Linked DNA regions of Mus musculus: all the other regions are linked to region 3. Evidence: chromatin contacts called from public HiChIP or PLAC-seq and Micro-C data. All regions are on one chromosome and are shown on one strand. Each heading gives the region's core, a stretch centred on a gene start, on an enhancer-like site or on the middle of the called end of the contact. The rest is flanking DNA. Distances are from core to core; before and after follow the strand shown.

The links. A called contact is a pair of places that touch in the nucleus more often than the background predicts. HiChIP or PLAC-seq counts read pairs in DNA pulled down with a chosen protein or histone mark.
Region 1: a contact with region 3 is called in a Micro-C map of embryonic stem cells, with 3 times the contacts expected there. The contact joins the promoter of Zfp637 here to the enhancer-like site in region 3. A contact is called at or near these places in 17 of 39 promoter capture datasets (the 3T3-L1 cell line, 3T3-L1-derived adipocytes, the C10 cell line and 13 more), 2 of 15 datasets of contacts at CTCF or cohesin (large pre-B cells and pro-B cells), 34 of 484 Hi-C or Micro-C datasets (the G1E-ER4 cell line, the HL-1 cell line, the N1E-115 cell line and 8 more), 7 of 115 datasets of contacts at active chromatin or transcription factors (embryonic stem cells, extraembryonic endoderm stem cells, fetal liver and 3 more) and 4 of 9 other capture datasets (adipose tissue, embryonic stem cells, liver and 1 more).
Region 2: an H3K27ac HiChIP or PLAC-seq map of embryonic stem cells shows a contact between it and region 3, with 5 times the contacts expected there. The contact joins the promoter of Rasgef1a here to the enhancer-like site in region 3. A contact is called at or near these places in 3 of 39 promoter capture datasets (the 3T3-L1 cell line and hippocampal neurons), 4 of 484 Hi-C or Micro-C datasets (the AML12 cell line, cerebral cortex and embryonic stem cells), 4 of 115 datasets of contacts at active chromatin or transcription factors (SST interneurons and embryonic stem cells) and 3 of 9 other capture datasets (adipose tissue, embryonic stem cells and pancreatic islet).

The regions. Positions count from the first base shown.
Region 1 is chr6:117,839,804-117,842,503 of GRCm38.p6, forward strand. It overlaps Zfp637 (zinc finger protein 637), which reads left to right and starts at 1,378. Exons shown (of 3, transcript NM_177684.3): 1 at 1,378-1,465.
Region 2 is chr6:118,065,055-118,067,754 of GRCm38.p6, forward strand. It overlaps Rasgef1a (RasGEF domain family, member 1A), which reads left to right and starts at 1,331. Exons shown (of 13, transcript NM_027526.1): 1 at 1,331-1,408. The coding sequence starts at 1,391.
Region 3 is chr6:117,955,851-117,958,550 of GRCm38.p6, forward strand. No RefSeq gene overlaps it. Among named protein-coding and RNA genes, the nearest start is that of Fxyd4, 20 kb to the left of the region's middle. Within about 2 kb of position 1,436, at least 13 of the 459 cell types and tissues checked have an H3K27ac peak or open chromatin away from gene starts, as enhancers often do. A contact at or near this core is called in differentiating embryonic stem cells, embryonic stem cells, induced pluripotent stem cells and 1 more, where this site is marked.

The sequences.
Region 1 (2,700 bases), core at 128-2,627, 120 kb before region 3:
ATCGTAACCACTCTATCAAATGGATCTGGGCCAGTAAGATGGTGTGTAGGTAATAGTGCCTGCTGCCAAGTCTGATGACCTGAGTTCGATTCCCTGTAGGAAAGGGTGAGCCCACTCATACTAATGATTCTCTGACCTCCACAGGCACAGCAAGACACCCCTCACATCCACACACTAAACAAAATGGGATCTTTTTTTCCCAAAAAATACGTGTACCCAAGTCCTCAAGGCTGTTAAGAGAATCTTTGCAGATTTATGAAGGAAACATGAGTTCTTGTCTCCCCTGATGGCCCCCTTTTCCTACCGATGCTTTGTCAACTAAAACTTGTCCTAATCCCACATCTGGTCTCACAGAACAGAGATGTCCTGTGAAGTCAAATATTTCATCCAGTCTGACACATGTAATTCTGGGAAAGGAACAAGGGCACTGCAAGAGGAACATTTCTTATGGTCTCTTTCATTCAATAGGATAGCTAAATCTACCAAGGGAAGACTCTGGGGGAGGCTCACTACGAAAGAAGTCAAGTCAGGGCTCCAGGGTGAGACTAATGTCCTTTAGAAAAGCTATTAGAGGCAGGCAGTGGTGGTGCACGCCTTTAATCCCAGCACTTGGGAGGCAGAGGCAGGCGGATTTCTGAGTTCGAGGCCAGCCTGGTCTACAGAGTGAGTTCCAGGATGGCCAGGGCTATATAGAGAAACCCTGTCTCGAAAAACCAAAAAAAAAAAAAAAAAAAAAAAAAGGCTATTAGAAATGCATATAAATAAATGCAGTCGATGGACGTTTAAGGCATCTTAAAAGAGATTTTATTGAATGGATGCTCAATTTCATCCACGCCCCTCTCAGGACCAAAAGGGCTACTCTCCCATCTCTAATAACTAATTTTAGAGTGTTCAAATCTCAACCCTTGTGTCATTAACTTCTTCAGTTAGGAAGACAATGTTAGTGTCCACTCAGGGAATACTGTTCCCTCGAGTTCCCTTGGCTCAGAAAGTCTCCCGGGCCCCGCGTAGGTGCCCTATGGGGTCCTGGAGCCGTCGGACCTGGGCTCCCCACAAGTGAGCGCCCTGGGTCGTACAACTAGTCGGGGTAGTACCTAAACTCCGAAGTCCTGCAGTGCCTCGTCCATCTTTTGGGTGAAAAAAAACTTATTACACGGACCAGAGAGTATTCCTGATTCTTTGTCCGAAATACTTGGTCCCGGCTCCTATAGGGAACCCTGAGTCTTCTGCAGTTTTAACGTCATAAGCATTCCCAAGCTTCAACCACCGCTCCTCCACAGGACGGCGCTCCCCAACAACCAGAAGCAGCCACCGCGTTTCTGCCGCAGCTCGGTCGCGGCGCTTCCCACAGTGCCTCGGGGCGCGCGCGGGCTCCTGGGAGTTGTGGTCCGGCGACGCGCAGCGTTGCAGCGGCTGCTACGGGCTCGGCGCCGGCTTTGTCTGTCTGCGGGCGCGCGCCGCTGCGGTGAGTGTTGCTGAGGCCGGGGCTGTGCGCCCGAGAGAGGGGGCTGTGTCTTGAGCCTGCTGCTCCGGCCAGGGCGCGTGAGCAGGCCAGGCTGGCCGTCCGGGCCAAAATCGCCAACCGCAGACAAGGGTGCGCTGGTCGGAGAGCGGGTGGGCCGCGGTGTGCTGCGGAAGGGTCCTGCTGCAATGTCGGGGTCCCTGGGAGGCTGGGGCCCCGCGAGCGTGGGAGGGGCCACAGGAAGGTCCAGCTAGGCCAGGAGAGCAGAGTTCACGCCTAGGGAGAGAGCCTAGCAGGGAGTGGCGTCCAGCGTGGGGGGAATTCATCCTCACCCAAAGCTCCTAATCGCACGTTAAATTGCCTCATTAGATTTTTCCCAAACCCTACAGATCACCCTGTCTGTCCTCCAGCCCTCTCTCCTGAAAAAGCACCATTTTAGGTCTTGGATTTGTAGGGCGTGTCTCAAATGTAAGAGATCCCTCACTTTCTGGTCCTCAGTTCTTCCGAGAGCTAGCTAATTGAGATAGTGTTAACTTGTTTACTAAGAGAAGAAACTGGAGTCGGGGCTGTTAGGTTGTTCTGCTACAGGGCATACACCGAGGGAAACAAGGCAAAAAATTCAAGTCTCTCGGGGCCTAATTCTGAGCTGTGGTAACATTTCTGATAGGAAAAGCAGCGTTTTGTGTTACGAAATCACTCTCTTTCAATATCTTCAAGAATTTGATTGCTCTGACTTGAACAGGTTCTTCCTTGACAATTTCCTGTTGTCAGTTGTCCTGCTATTAATCAGGGAGTCTGGAGACACAGCTGAGGCATGTTGGCTACTTCTTAGCAGGTAGAGGAGTTCAGGTATCTACCGTGTTCACTCATTTTGACTTAACCATGTTCTCTAGACACTCCAGAGACAAAAAAGTCCAGCCCCAGGGAGTAGCTACCATGTGCTTTTCTTTGTGAATCACAGGGGAGTTTTGTTGGCTTTATTTTTAATCAATAATATCTCTAAGTGAATGCATTTGCAGCATGACAGGGGACCCCTTTATAGCTTGTGTTCCAAGTTGGAAGTGAATCCTTCAAAGATTTCTTGACATCAGGCTATATAACTGAATGGATAGAAGGGTTAGCTATTTGGTTAATAAAATAGAAAATCGTACCATCAGATTGCTAATTCATTAAGCTAGGAATCCAGCATTTTGACCAGACATACTGAAACAAAGATTATACTGTACCACTATGTAAAC
Region 2 (2,700 bases), core at 81-2,580, 110 kb after region 3:
GAAGAGCAGTCTGAAGGAATGACCTGAGCCTAGCAAGGGCCCAGCACCCGAGGGTCTAGGTGGGTCTTGACAAGATTCGCCAGCAGAGGTCACTGTGAGCTTTGCATCCCCTGGAACAAGATGCAGGGCTGGAAGAGGGGGGCCCTGTGTGAAAGCTGATGCACCCTCCTCCCCGCCATCTGTGGAGCTGTTCCAGGAGGGAATAAATACTATGGGCTCTGAGACCCCTGAGAAGAAAGGTGGGGTCCAGCGACAGTGCGAGCTGGTAGAGACGTCAGGGGAGGCAGAGCCCAGAGGGCCTGGGTCCTCCTAGGAGACAAGGGAATGAGCCCAACATTCAGAGTTCCACAAGACTGAACTAACTACCCAAGAGTCTGTCTGCTGATGGATCTTTGTGCTAAGAGAGCTGATGGAGAAAGAGGGGAAGGGAGATGGCAGGAGAGAAGTGTGCTCCCTCAGGCCGCTGGGCAGAGATCAGACAGGGTGGGGTAAAGTCCGGGTCATCAGTCTCCATTAGGGACCATGGCTTGCTTGTGTGCTCTCATAGGATTGTTTAATCCCCCCTGGGCATCCTCTGCCCCGTCTATGGTCTATGGTTCCAGCTGAGAGCAGCTTTGACTCCTAGAACCTGGCCCAGCTCTCTCTGCCCTCCCAGCCTCTATCTGCTTCCTTAGTTTCAGATCCCCAGAGAGGGCATTCTTCATTTCAGCCCACCGCTGCCATCTAAACTCTAAGAGCTGGAGCTGCGGTGGGAGGCACCTGACAGGATTCTTTCCTAGTGCAGGGAGTGGGGTGGGGGTGGGGGTGAGGTGAGATAGATCCTCAGAGACAGGCACCAGGCATATCCCTTACTCGGATTAGCCCTTCCACGACAGCAGCTGCTGTATCCCTGGCGTTCTGGGGATGATAGAAGGACTGAGGATTCAAGACACTTCAGACTACAGCTGTGTGGAGCGAGCGCCCGCCCGGCAGGGGAAGCATCTGAACTAAGCGCTGCTTGGGCACCTGCGGTAGCTCTGTAGCGTTCAGTCTCCAAGGAGGAGTCTGGGACCCTTCCTGGCCCTCCCCTCCCCTCCCCTCCCCTCTCCTTCCTGGACTTCACCAGCAAGACGACCCACCCCGCCCAGAGCCCAGAGCCTTGACCCTTACGCCATTCCCAAACCTAGCACCACAAACCCTGCGGGTGCTCACGCCTCACTGTGCCTCGCCCTGTCCCTTGCTAGTGCTCCTCCCAGGGTCTTGTTCACGAGGCTCGCCAGCCCCGCCCCGGGCGGGAGGTGGCTGGGTCACGGGAGGGAAGTCCCCGGGCTTGGGCGGCACTGGCTCAGCCCCGGAGGGTAGTCGGGCTTCTACACCGCCTGCGGGTCCGGTAGCGGGAGCTGTAGCCAGGATGTTTCTGGAGCCCCAGGTAGGGTTGTGGCAGTGCGGGACTGCGGGTTAGGAGCACTCCAGGGCAGTGTCTTGACCACAGCAGGACCGCAAGGTTAAGGTTTCTGTGCCCCAGAGCTTGGGAAGCGCGGCCAGGAGGGTGCTCGCCCCCAGGACAACCAGGGCAACTCTCTCTCCTGTCCCTGCCCGGACACCTGCCGCCACTTGGGCCTCGCCCAAGGTGCAGCTGCTGCCTTCCTAGCCTCTGCTGACACCAGCGGCTCCGCTGTAAAGCGCCACTTGAAAACCTGCAGGGGGTGGGGGTGGGGTGGGGTGTTTCGCAGCAGGGTCCGGGTGCGGCAGAAGAGAAAGCAAAGGGCTGTCCTGGACAGAGCAGACTTGTAAAAAGCAGTGGCGATCTTGGAATTTCCCCTATCCTTGGGCTCAGAACCACTGTTTACTCCATAAGTGCTTGGAGTGGGGGCGGTCTGTGATGGAGTGGTTGATCATGTGGGAGGTGTGCGCTTGTATGTGCGATGTGTGGGCGGGAGAGAGGACGTGTTTATATATGGGAGGCTTAAGTGAGAGCCGTTAAGAGGAGGCAGGTGTGGGGGCAAGGCTGTGCCTGTGCATTCTCAAATGTCATGTGTTTAAAGAGAAGAGTGCCTAGTGAGGGGAAGGCTGAGAATCTCCCTAAAATTAACCCTGGGCCTGAGCCACCACTGCACCTTTCTAGCTGTTTTGAGCCATAGTGGGCAGTGGGATTCAGGAGCAGTACACAGACCTGTCTAGACCAGACCCAGTGCAGACCATTGATTTGGAAGAGTGGAGATGAGGAGCCAACATTAATGGGCTGAAGATGTAGGACAGACAATGCACATTTATTAAGCACCTGCTATGCGCTGGCACTGTGGTTTGCAGAGAACTAAGCAGGCAACAGTTCTTATCCTCACAGAGCTCATCTGGGTGCCAGAAAATCATTGGTTCTTAACCTGTGGGTCAAGACCCCTTGGGGTTAAACGACCCTTTCAAGGGGTTGCCTCTCAGATAGCCTGCATGTCAGATATTTACATTATAATTCATAGCAGTAGCAAAATTATACTTATGAAGTATCAGCGAAATACATTTTATGGCTGGGGCTCAGCACAACACGAAGAACAGCATTAAAGGGTCGCAACATTAGGAAGGTTGAGCACCTCCACAGTGAGTAATATACAGACTAAGTTACATGGCAGAAAGGACTAAAGATGAACGTAGAGGAGTAGCCCACAGCAGGAGTGCATCAGGAAGGATGATTCTGGTATCATGCAGACGTAAAACGATGCTCAGCTC
Region 3 (2,700 bases), core at 186-2,685:
TCGGACTGGGTGGGGACGAGGTTGGTCACTCCTCCACGCAGAACACTCCACGCAATGGGACTTTCTCCAGGAATCTCATGTTGGAAAAAGGAAAAGGTGCCAGCCGAAGGGAAACTTCCCTTACTGGAAAGAGATTTCTCACAGTCCTAACTGCTCGTCCAACAACCTTGCAGAATGAGACTGGAGCCCAGACAATGAGGTGTTAATGGTGGGTGCAGCTTGAGCTGGAGTGCTGAGGTGTGGGTATCCCAGGCCCTCTGTTTAAACTGTAATCTCACGTTAGGACAGCCTGGAGTGGGTCACTGCAGCTCCGGCCCTTTCCCCAGTGTGTCCTCACTTCCTGCTTTTTACAGAATTGGGCTTTTAAAATTGGCTTCTTAAGGATGATGGGTAACGTGGCTCCTTGGTACACACTGTACAAGTCCCTAAGGAGTGGTGCAAGTCGGATCCAACATTCAGGAGGCAGAGGCGGGAAGATCAGAAGTTCAGGGTTATCGTTCACGACTGCACAGTGAGGCTGAGGCCAGCCAGGGTTACACATGACCTTGTCTCAAACAATAAAAAGAGAGAAGGAAAGAAGTCATGGCTTTTGAGTTAGGAGCCAAGGAAGCAGGCAGACTCAGCAATGGAAGTCTTGTTGTGTGTGGGGAGGGTTGAGGGAAAGGTTTCCTTGTAATGAGAAAGGGGGTGTTTAGGCAGATATTGTTGCTCGCTGGGGGGGGGGGGTGGGGTTGGAAAGAGAAAAGGCTGTTGTGGGTTTAGCAGGGAGTGTCTGTCAGCCCTGCATTGTGGAAGGGGCTTCTGGGGTGTCCAAGTACATAGCTCTTTAAAAGGGGATCGCTATGGGTCCTGGCTCCTTAACACCTCCTGCTTCTTTGACCTGGCTTCAGACTGTCCTTGTGAGGCTGTGAAATACAACTTACTCTTTAAAATCCTGGGCCTCGCCTGGCCAAGGGAAACCCTGGCCGTTTCTTATCAAAAGGAATTATCTAATCCCTGAGCAAGCCATTTGTAAAAGGGGTCACCGATGAATGACCATGGAATTTCAAGTTCTAAGTCAGGGCAATTATGATACTTCCTCCTTCCTCAAAAATTAGTGTGTTGCCAGGGATACCAGAGCTGGGGAGGGAATTCATTCTCAATGGTCTCCAAGCTTGCTGGCATCTGACTAGCTAAGGACTGTCAGTGGGTAGATAAGGGACTACCAGGTCACCTGGAAAGCAGCTGCGATTGGCAGAGGCCGACCAAGTCTCAGAAGCAAGGACCGGGGCCAGATGGGTGGGGAGGGACAACCTCAGGCTAACGCTCCAAAGGCAATGGTGAGTTTCTGTCTGTCACTCCCTCCACACATCAGATAGCAGATTACAGGTGGGTAGGTGTCAGGTAAGCCTCCTCTTGCGAGTCCATGTGAGGGCGCTACACTCTTCACTGGCCTGATGTGCTGGGCCTGGTTTCTCTGATAAGGTTGAAATGTGCTCACGGATTGCAAAGCGCCCTGCTGTGTGCCTGTGGTACCTCTCCCGCGCAGATGGAAGACCGCTGCTTTCAGTCCGTGTCTCATGGTTGGCACTAGATAGGTTGCAGTTTCAATCTGCACAACCAGACCCAGGATCTTTGGGCCTCCACATTTTGCATTCAGAATGGAATCGAACGTGGCTTGTAAAACTGGAGTCTCTCGGGAATGGCCTGATTAGCATAAGCACTGTCCCACCCTGGAGGGCGGGGGGGGGAGGGGGGGTGTGGGGGTGGGGGGGGTGGGGTGTGTGTGGAGAGGGCCCAGCCAGGCTCTACTGTCCTCCTCTGCCTTCTCTTTCTTTAGTTTTAATTTCTGTTTACTTTAGTTATCATCTGTGCTTGCAATTAATCCCAGAGCCAAGATTGTGCTTTACCAATGAGCCGCCCGCCCCATACCTGCAGCCTCCGATTTACAAACGTTTTAAACTCATTTTTTTTCCTTAAACACAAAATAAAACAAAAAACTCCTGATTTTTGAGCAGAATGTGGGATTAAAGGCTCATGTCAAGGCAAGGGGAGCTCTGTGTGTGTGTTAGGTTAGCCTGGAACTGTGTGTGTGTGTGTGTGTGTGTGTGTGTGTCTGTCTGTCTGTCTGTCTGGGGATTGGGCCTAGTGCCTCCTGCGTGTGCTCTGCCACTGTGTTATAGAACAGAATTTGTTCTAGAGCTTGTGACTCAGGGTTTCTCTTTGTTGCCCTGGCTGTCCTGGAACTCTGTGTAGACCCAGCCTCAGAGATCGCCCTGCCTCTCCAGTGCTAGGATTGAAGGCCACCATGCCCAGCTGTACCACCATGCCCAGCTGTGAAAAAGCTTTCTTATTTCAGAGCAGTGTCTTTCCTTCCAAGTACCATTCCCTAGACTTCCTTATCTACATGTAGTTTTCAGAATACATTAATTCTGAAGAGAGGCAGGGTCTGGAGTATCACCTACTTCAAGTTGACGGTCAAGAGACCTGTTTGTGTAGAAACTGCAGTGAAGAGCCTGTCTTGGTGTTCATGCCTGCAAGGCCAGGGCCGTGGACTGCACAGTGAGTTCCGTGTAAAACCCTCCCTCTCCATCCCCCTCCCCCTCTACCCCTGCCCTTCTCCCTCCCCCCCCCCCAGAGAGAGAGGTGGTAATGAATAAGTACTATAGTTCTTTGTTAATTTTTTGTTGTTTACATTTAATTAATTAAGCATGTGGAGTA